Regions from separate parts of the Gossypium hirsutum genome. Here region 1 is linked to region 2. The links are chromatin contacts, called in public Hi-C maps. All regions are on one chromosome and are shown on one strand. The core of a region is the stretch at or near the end of the contact, and the rest is flanking DNA. Distances in the headings are between cores, read along the strand shown.

The links. Hi-C and Micro-C count contacts between places; a contact is called where the count stands out from the background.
Region 1: a Hi-C map of leaf shows a contact between it and region 2, with 4 times the contacts expected there. The contact joins two enhancer-like sites. A contact is called at or near these places in 3 of 34 Hi-C or Micro-C datasets (leaf and petal).

Annotation. Positions count from the first base shown.
Region 1 is chrA07:83,326,227-83,331,475 of Gossypium_hirsutum_v2.1, reverse strand. No RefSeq gene overlaps it. Among protein-coding and RNA genes, the nearest start is that of LOC107951886, 14 kb to the left of the region's middle. Within about 2 kb of position 3,380, at least 2 of the 9 cell types and tissues checked have an H3K27ac peak or open chromatin away from gene starts, as enhancers often do.
Region 2 is chrA07:83,210,845-83,216,498 of Gossypium_hirsutum_v2.1, reverse strand. No RefSeq gene overlaps it. Among protein-coding and RNA genes, the nearest start is that of LOC107955670, 24 kb to the left of the region's middle. Within about 2 kb of position 2,163, at least 1 of the 9 cell types and tissues checked has an H3K27ac peak or open chromatin away from gene starts, as enhancers often do.

The sequences.
Region 1 (5,249 bases), core at 2,131-4,630, 110 kb before region 2:
GTTTGAAGAATTAAAATGTTAATAAGATTCATAATCTTTTTCTTACTTGTGTAGTTTAACCATAAACCAAAAACACATGAATTTTGTTGGTGAAGATTAAGAAGGCCCATTAAAATAAAACCTTTGATGGACAGATTGAAGGCCTCTAAAGAAGATTGATCCTTCATACATGATTTCGGTCCATTGGGCTGTATTCCCTTCCAACTTTTATTCTTTTATATCCCTTTTACAAAGATAAAGTATTAATTGTTGTGTGGATTGAGTTTTAAGATCAGTTTAGTATTGTTTTTCAGAAATACTTTTAGAATAAAAAATATTTTTGAGATAAAATTATTGTTAAATAAGATACTTTTGAACTTTTCAAAAGTGTTTCTTGGACAAAAAAAAGAAAATTTGCAAAAGCACTTTTTTAACCAAAAACAGAAGTAGAAAAATTTAGTTTTTGCTCAAAAGTGCTTTTTGGTCCAAAAGTGCTTATGAGAAATAATGTTAAATTGGCCCTTAATTCAATTGGTATGTGCATTGTTGCCAGTATAGGAGGACATAAGTTTGAGTACGCTAAAGCCAAAGGCGAAGCCAAAAATTTCTTTTAGGAGGGAATTAAATTGTAATTTTTACGATAGTAAAAATATAATTTTTAAAGGATTAAATCAAAATTTTATCATTTTTAAGGGAGGCTAAAGTGTAATGTTACCTTTACCAATTTAAAATTTTAAAAATTTTAAGGGGTCAAAATGGAAAAAAATTCTATTTTAGCCGCCCCTAGATTCGCCTTTGGCTAAAGCGCATTATCCTCCTATTTATGGGTTGGGAGGGACTATGGATAGTTTTAGACATTGTATAAAGAACATATACGATTAGAATCTATAATAAAATTGTTAAAAGAAAAAAAACCAAATCCTTTAATTATCAAAATAATTACCAAGGGCTCAAAATCCTTAACCAAAAAAGGTGTTATAGGTGAAGTGGTAGTATCATACCTATTGATTTTTTATACGCTATAATATGAGATTGAATCTAATTATATGCAATTATGCATGCCCACAATATAACTATATTCAGATTCTTGGCTTTTTTATTCGTTTTGATAAATCCAGAAGAAAATGAACTATTTCATTCGTCCCCATCCAAAAAGTTATATCAATATTCCTTTTCTTTTTTCTTTAATTATCCCTACTTAGGTTTAGCACTTTAGTGCATCCATAATTATAATTCATTACCATTAAAATGGTACCAAAACACACATGGGGTTAACCAGCTCCCATGTGCAATAACACACACAAAAAGACAATCAAAATTTTTATAATTAAAAAGACAAAGTAATTAGTAGCAAATATTAAGGTGATGATATGTCTTTTCATGATTCATAATTAGCTGAATATATTTGAAAATAAGGGTGAATCTATAAATAAAGCAAGGGTAGAAATTTAATTATAACTTTTATAAATTAAAATATAAATTTATTATGTATTAATTTATAATTTTATCATTTTTAAAGGGCCAGAGTAAAAAAATATTATATATTAATTTATAATTCATTTATTTATAAAAGGACTAAATTAAAAAAAAATCATATTTGACGGCCAAAGCGCGGCCTGTCGCCCTTGAGATTCGCCTCTATTTAAAAACAATGTTTAGGATTATGAATATATACTATTATATCCAATAAGATACAAAACTTTGTTGTCATGACCTAAAAAGTAATCTAGACAATTATGCTCTCCAATTTCAATGGAATAAATTAATGTAGGAATGCCATGAACTAAATTCATTTAATTATGGGATCCAATCAAATGCAGTTTCATTCTCTACCCCAAACTCTCAATTTCCTTGCTCATTTTTTATATATAACAAAAGTAATTCATTTTGTTTACCAGTATAAAAAAGAATATACAAAGATATTGTAGATACTAAAGCTCAGATTTTAAATCTGTAAATTAAATATTAGGTTAAAAAATCATTGACTTTACAATGAAGTACTATATATAGTTTCATTTTGATTGATATAATTGATTATTGAATTCATTTTAAAAAAAATAAAATTCTTTTGGGGTTTGGATAACTACTTGCTTTGGGGCACAATATGGGGCTATCCCATGTTGCATTGTATGAAAAATGGGCTACAAAGATTAGCTAGGGTAGTGATTAAAAAGTGGTTTAAAATAAGGAAAGAAGAAATGAGTTGATAATTATACACCTTCAACTCTTTGCAAGCATGGTGGCAATGAGCATCTAGCTTCCCCCGATGGCCCGACATATTGGCCAAAACTAGTAGGCCAACAAACCATACATCTTTCCTTTGTCCATTTCAATAATACACTTCAAATTTTTGCTGATACTTTATCCAATATATACATATATATTAATCTATTCTTGAGTTAACGTGAGGGTTCCGATCAACTTATTTCATTGAAAATGCAGGTTTAATTCATGCACTGCAAGGGAGATATGTGATTTAATATATCTAGCTCGATTAGTGATTGTAATCATGAATATATTTGACTTAAGATATCACACTTTTATTAAGCTATACACATATACTATAATCATTATCTGACATATACATAATCTATTATGATAAACAAGTTTTCGTATTTAACACTAACTTTAAAATGTATTATCAAATGTCTAATTATGAATTTAATCTAACTTCTTAATTGTCATAAAATACGAAACAAAATTATGATACATTAACATCGATGGTTTAGCCTATAATCAAATTACTTTACAAATACTTAGTTCCAAAATTTCAGATGAGGTAATTATATTTTATATAATTTTACTCATTGTATAGACTGATATTGACAACACATTAATACTTTCCAACTTTATGATCATGAAATAAAGGAACAGATCATTTGCAAATTATTCAATCTAAACAATTAGGTTTAGCTAGCCATTAGACTCTGGTGATTGAATATTTCAGTGGTCAATTGTCAATTTTTAGCAATCTTTGTGTAAAACCATGTGAGGTTGGTTGGTTTAGAAGGGTACCCCAACACATGCTTGCAATCTTGGCAATAACAAAAAATATATACAGGAAATTAGCTAAGAGCTATGATACAAAATCTGATTTAATTTTATACGAAAATCATCAATCGATCTTAGATCTGCATGCTCATTATAACCTAGCTAACAACCCTTTTGATTTTATAAGCAGCTAGCTAGCTAGCATGTTTCGACGATGTTTCCTGCCAGAAATAATGGGGTTCATTCATGTTATAATTGGTGGATCGATTTCATTAATAATTATGTTGTATGATCATGATTTGCCTTGTAGATTGGCTATTATGGGATTAGCTGAGATTTTGATTTGTTGACAGTATAACAGTAATCATTTTGATTAAGCATTATTTAATTAAGTAGAGCTTAAGCTAGCCTTCCAGACTACCAGGTACCAAAAGCTATACCCTAAAGTATTGAAAAAGATATCAGAGTTTGGACATGGAGATTTATGTAGATAATGCTTTAAAAAGGATAATCTGATAACATCTATATATTTATACAGTGCTGTTCTGAGTGTTAGACAGTTTTGGAGAATCTTTTGTTTAGCCTAAATAGTTATATGAAAATTCTTATCCAAGACCTATTTTCTTTAAGGAGAAAAAAAAAAAAACAGCACTCTTTTAAGCTAAAAATAGTGATAGAGATTTTCAAGGTGAAGTTTCCAGCTCAAAGTTCTCGGGAGATAATAATAAGGTACAGATATTCTGAGGTTAATAATTGGATTATATATTAAGTCAACACAAGATTCATCAAATTCCATGCTTTGAAAAGCTGCAATGAAAGAGAAAAAAAAAAGAGAAGAAAATGGGGAATAGAATCTAAAAGGATGACAGTCAAGAAAAACAAGCATTTATATGCAAACACAAAGGGAATTTGGGAAAAAAAGAAAAACATAAATGATAAAGCATTATTCATATATATATATATTTGTTTCTTGTAGAAAGAAAAAGAAACTAACGTGTGAAATGGGGTGACTTAAACTGTCAGGTAGTTGTCAATTGTGAGAGGAATGGGAGGAGTTTGATACGAAAAACCCACGAGGGGGCAACGTGCAGATTGGCATTGTTTTGTATAGTGTGATTGTTGGAGAGGAAGGGATAGCCCCACCAGTTGCTAAGTTTCATTCTCACAGTGGCCAAGCAGCGCCACCAGTTCACATGGTTTTGGCACCCCTTTTTCAACATAAGGTTACCTAATGTGGGCTAAAATATAAAAATAAGATTGGCAAAGAAGGGGGAATTAATGAAAGAAACAACAGCAAAGACAAGCACTTTAGCATCACAACAAATTGAAATGGGGACCCTTTCGCACATGGGGGCTTCTGCTGTGGGAGCCAACCTAAAGCTAAGAATCGTTTGCAAAATGTTGGTTGGAAGCACACACCTTTTGGGCTATACCTACATACCCTTTCTTTATCTTCACCTCTTTGCTTTAAACAAATAATACTATATGCCATCAATGCTTTCTTTCAGAGTTGCAGGTTTACTTCACCTCACTTTTAAGCCTGTTTTAAATTACATTTTCAGTTGCATACTATAACCCTTAGTGATGGATGAATATTGACAATGAAAACACCTGAAACCATGAATTGTAACATCGTATTACAGCCACTTTAGCTAAATGTTTGCAATGCCTGAAACAGCTATATGAGCTAAGTGCTTTTGGTACATATAACATTCCTTTGAGCTTTGGACTACATAAACAAACCTTGTATCTTTCATCATTTGAGATCCCACTCCCCACTTTTAAGATTCACCAAATGTAAACTCTAATTTTAAGTTAACATGGTTGTTATTTTATGCCCACTTTAAACTAAATTCATTATTCGATATACTTTTTCTTTAAGAAATTTATAACTATAATCACTAATAATATATATTCGAATAACTATAATTAGAATCTTCAAGGGATAGCGTGGTTTTTGCTATCTTGATGGTGTGTTCTTCTGCTATAATATGGTACTATATCCTTCTTGATTAATATAATTTACTTTAAAAAGATATAACTAGAATCAAATCATTACAAAAATATATATAAGCTATAGAAGAGCATGCATATAATATTTAAGTATGACATGGATTCGAAATTAGGATATCAAGGACCTCACCTACCATGGCTTCATTAGTTGGATTTAAGTGTAATAAGTTTGAACTTGTGTATACTTTATATAAATACTCTTAAATATTATTATACTCAGGTGGGAAATGTGCATTTGAAAATTTAGATTTAGATTTAGATTTTAT
Region 2 (5,654 bases), core at 914-3,413:
GATGACTAAGTCAATTCCTATAACCAAGTTTGAGCATTGCTCAAACTTGGTTGGTGTTCATTGTTGAAGTTAAACCCTTAAGGGGTTTTATGAAAGAGGTGGAGAACTTGTTCGTTGAGAGTTCGCGATGAAGAACTTATTCATTGAGAATTCGTGTCAAGGTGGAGATTGTTAGAATTAAGTGACCCGAATCCTTATTTAAATAAAATACAGTGGTAAAATAAAATAAAAGAAGAATCCATATAGAATTACACTTCTTTTATTTTATTTTAGAATAAGGTTTTTTAAACCTTATTAAATTATATCTATTTGATATTGATTAGAATAAGGTGTTTCAGTCTTACTAGAATATGGCTTTACAAGCCTATAAATAGATAAAGTCTATTCTTCTTGTAAAAATTCGAATTCGATATAGTGAATTTTCTTCTCCTCTACCCGTGGTTTTTTTCCCAAAAGGGTTTCTACGTAAAAATCTTTGTGTTTTTTATTTTTATTTTTTATTTTATTTTATTTTCACAATAATAATTCGAGGAAATTAATTTAATTTTTTTGTAATCTTTTGTACTTAGTGAGAAAATGCATTCACTGTAAAGATTGATACATACGATCTAATTTTTAGGAATCACAAATTTGGTAAAATTACTTTATCATATATAATAAAATAATTAAAAATATATTCATTCATATACACAACCCAAAACATGTATATAGTTAAAAGATGCAACATCTTATCAAAATTAACCAAACATGAATAAGAGAGAAATTCCAGAATTGGTTTATATTATAAACATAGCACAACCTGACTCTGATACAAATTGTTTGGAAAAATTCGGTTAAGAAATCAATTTTCAGTTACAACAGAATTTTAAAAAAAATTGAAAATCGAGTTTGTGAATATGACTCATTTCTCTAACTTCATCATTTTCATTCATTTTTTTAATTTTCTTTTACATAAAATTTATTTATGATTTCAACGAACTAGTAGAGGGACTAATTGGATATATATAATTAGGGATCAAATAATTTATAATTAAGTTTCAACTTTTCGCCTATTAATTATATAAACTTATCTAGTCACAAAGTCATTCTACTATAGAATTGCAATTGAGCTCTCACTAATTACATACCATTACGAAAACTACTCAAAGTGCTTATTCATTGACCTTGTCATAAGTATATTACCTTCATGGGATATCCTTAATCTCTTTAGGATAAATCCATTCTCCCAATATGATCCATCCTATAGAAGTCGTATACCCAACGCACCAGCTTTCAGTTTCTTATATATTTGAACTTAAGCTTTTAATTGTATCAAAGTATACGAGTAACAAGTGTATAAATCAATAAACTGATACAAAATTTATTCTACTTGGGTCCTGTCCTTTATACTATTTGTCCAGCCAGTCACATCTATATATTTATCTTTTGGGAGTCATCCGCTTTGATGCTCAAGATAAAGCATATCCCCAGTTGGACTTGATAAACAATATATTAGTCTTTCAATCGGTTTGCACATTTTGGATTAGACTAAGGACATGTTTGAGTTCATCTACTAAAACAAGATGTGTTTTTGTATTACAATTTAACAACGTAACACCAATTAGCATTAGTTAAGTATTAGATAATTAGTAAGCCAATATTTACTTTCATTTTACTTTGCATTCAAAAACCATTGAGGACATTTTATAAAAAAATATTAATGTAAGCAATGAATTTTTTATTAATTAATTTATTTAAAAAATACAAATATACAAAACAGAGATACTATATTTAGAACACAAAACCGAACACTGAATAACTGCATTTCTATCGTGTTTTTCGTTAAAAAAATGAATAACAACCACTAAATTAACCTTTCATGAATAACAACTAAACAACCCACTAAATTTACCGACAAAAAATTTGTGAATCATGGCTTAACCTATTTTGTAAAAGGAAGGGACAAAGACATGCACACCTATGCTCCTTAATGCACGTACCAATAAGGTTTTAGTATTCGAGTACAACTCAAGTGTAGGATCCCGGGTATTGAGTGAAAATTTTCGATTTTCAAGTCAAGGATAAATACATTCCAGTCACATAAATCAATGAAATAGTCTTGGGTTCATCATATGACCCGTTTGAGTGAAAGATAAACTCATTTGCCTTTAAAAAGGAATTTGAATAGTAAACTTACAAAAGAAAGAAGCAACTAAACAAGTAACATCATGTACAATAATATAGATAATTCAATTTTGTTTATATACTAACTACCCATCATTTCATTTGGATAAACTTCCATCCGTGCACACCTCTACGTATCACGAAGAAAATCTTATTAAATACAAAAAAGTTTGGGCAAAAGTTTAAGATTAATTTCCATAGAAGATAAAATAAATATTGGGTCCGAGTCCGATTGTGATGGTTCATTTACTAATGCCCTCACCAACAGTGCATATTGCCCATTATGAAGTTTTGGTCGCAACAAAGAAGACAAACTTGGTCTTAAAGCTACCCAGTGAAGCGGATCCACTACCCTCAAAATCTTTGCCAATCTAAGATACTGACAATCCTTCATTTCCGCAATTTATCGAACACCTTACCATCATCTCCTTAGCTGATGAAAAACATTTAATCCGCCTAAGTTCATCGATCAAGATTGTTCAATGCAAACAAGTTAGGCAACATTGATTTTCAATCTTACGGGACCTACAGGTACTTGACAACCTGATTCGTTAGTAATAGTATCATTCAGATAAATTGTACGAGTCCAATAGTAACACGTCATAGTTTGTGACACATTGCCGAGTGCCAACCACTATTATGAACTGGCCATTTTTCAATCATTTCAATCAAGTACAATCTCTTAATCCCCCCCTTCTTCCTTTATTTCGCACTTTTAGCATAGGGTTTTCAATCATCCTATGATCTAAAATTTTTTTATAAACATATATTATTTGAGTTATTAGGTTTGAACCCGATCCTTTCAACCACTGCTTTAGAGAAGTAGCAATAGACTCTATCGACATCTAGTGTGAGTGATGAGTTTAATCTTTGCACGTAATTGAGTTGCAAAAAATACAGTATAAATAATTTATAATTTGACAGGAAAAAAAAATTGAAGAATAATTCGTGAACCTTGTTCACATACAGTGCACGCATGTGTGGAGAGTGCAATGATTGAAAAATATGTGTGTGGGGGAATCAATAATGAAGAGAAAATAATTAATGTGAGGAAGGGGATGGAAAGGGAAGAAAATTGAAGTACTTACCATATATATGAATTTCATTTCTGGCAGAAAAAGAAAAGCAGAAGAGAACAAAAAAGAGGCCCTCGTGCAACAACTGGAACACTTTTAATGTGCATCGCAACTTTTTATTATTTATATATTAATTGAATGGTAAAAGCCAAAAGGCAAATGAGACGCATGTGTGCGTGTGGGTGGACATTCCTCTTTTCTTCCCTTCTGCCTCCCTATCCTCCTCTTCCAAAATTTCAACCTACAAATCAATAATTTTAGTTAATTTAATGTAAAATAATATAAAAAATCTAACCCTAAATTACATACAATATCAGCAACTTATTAACGTATAACTTTTATATTCGTTCACTCATAATTAAATCTTTCTTTTATCATATTTTCAAAGACATTGATGGTTTCCTTTTTCATTTTAACTATGAGGTATTTTATAGTAATGTTATTCTGTTCTAATCTCTGCCAATCTTTGTGTCGGCAATATTTCTCTCAATTATATTTTATCTTATTTCTGTGCAAATTATTAGAATTAAAAGGTGCTTATTATGCCATTTGTCACATGCTAGAGATATCCACGAGCATATGGCCAATGCCTTTTTTCTTAATAATGTCTTTTTATTTTAATTTCTCTATTTTATGTTTTCTCATTTTCTTTGAATTTTGTGAGTAGGAAAAATATGGATGTTACTATGTTAGCATGGATTGAGTTGTTGAATCTTCGTACATAAATGAGGGATTTGTGGTGTTCAATCATTTTGATTTCAAGACCCATACTTTGACTTATGTTTTGAAACTATTGACCAAAATTAATTGCTAAAAAGAATAAATAGAATTTTTATAGAAAAATTAACATATCAAATTTTCAACCACATGATTAAAAGATAAATGACGATTCAATAAATAGAATTTCTTTTTGATGAATTATAATAACAAGGCAAAACTCGAATAAAAAATGCAACTAACATGATTCGAACCTAAGCCACACCTAAAGCAATGAAAAACCTTAACCATCATGTTATCACATGGGGCTAAAACAAATAAAATCTTTAATATTCAGAAGTTGTACAAGTTAAATTGATCATATAAAAAATTTATAATATGTTGGTATTTCATAAAGAAAACTCATAAAAACTATTTGGTTTTTATTGTATCTCAATTGAAAAGATGTGATTTTAAGTTTAGAGTTTTACTCAAATACGACTTTTATTGATTAATGTAATGATTTTAAAGAATAATATTTTGATTCATGAGTTTTATTCATTCTCACTAAATTATAGCAAAACACTTTATTAATAGAAAAGAAAAAATAATAATAATTTATATATAAATTATAATTAATTTATAAAAAATATGTATAAATTGGGTAAATTACAAAAATAGTCACTTTTGCTTGCCATAGAATACATTTTAGTCATTTATGCTTGAAATGTTATGTTTTAGTCACTTACGTTATTGTTTTTTACGAAGTGGTCACTCTACTATTAAACTCCATTACCTCCCTAATAGCAGTCCTACGCGGTAGACTAAATAGGTTTTAAATGCCAACTTGGATGTCCTACGTGGCAGTCCAAATTAAATTTATTTAATTAAAAACTTATTTTCATCCCAACAATCTGACATCCAAGTTGACATTTAAAATTTATTTGGACTGTCACGTAAGACTGCCATTAGGGAGGTAACGGAGTTTAACGGTAAAGTGACCACTTCTTAATAAAACGATAACATAAGTGACTAAATCATAACATTTCAAACATAAGTGACTAAAACATAGCATTTCAAACATAAGTGACTAAAATGTAATATGAGACAAACAAGAGTTATTATTTTTAAAATTCACCATTACAAATTTTATGACTTCTAATTCTGTGTTTTCTTTATCGAACTTTTAATTCTGTTTTTAATGTGAAAGATTCAATTGCAATGTATATTTGGATGCGACGAAGACGGGTTGAATGGAGCTCACCATAATGCCTACGTGCAAATTGCACATTCCTATGAATTTGAGAACCCACAAACAAATCTTTTCCTTCTTAGGACAATTACATTTTGTCATTTCTACTTGGCTTAAAGTGCAATACATATGTTCATTCATTTTTAAATTGATGACTTTATATATATATATATATATATATATAAAAGAAAGCTAATTATATCTATCTTCATTAAGAACCCAATTTGAAGAAAAAAAAATTTAAATGATGACTTTTATTTTTTTAGTTTTCTTTTTAAAAAAAAAGGGCATATATTGGAGGAAGAAATTAATTGTATCTTTTGTGTCAAATCCTTTTCTAAGGATCTATCCATGGATCCTACAATTTCCATTAAGTCACCATCTATTCCACCTTTAGATTCACATCAAGACAAGCCATCAATTTCAGCAAAAAGTCAAAAACAAATTGGGTGTAGAAGAAAAACAAG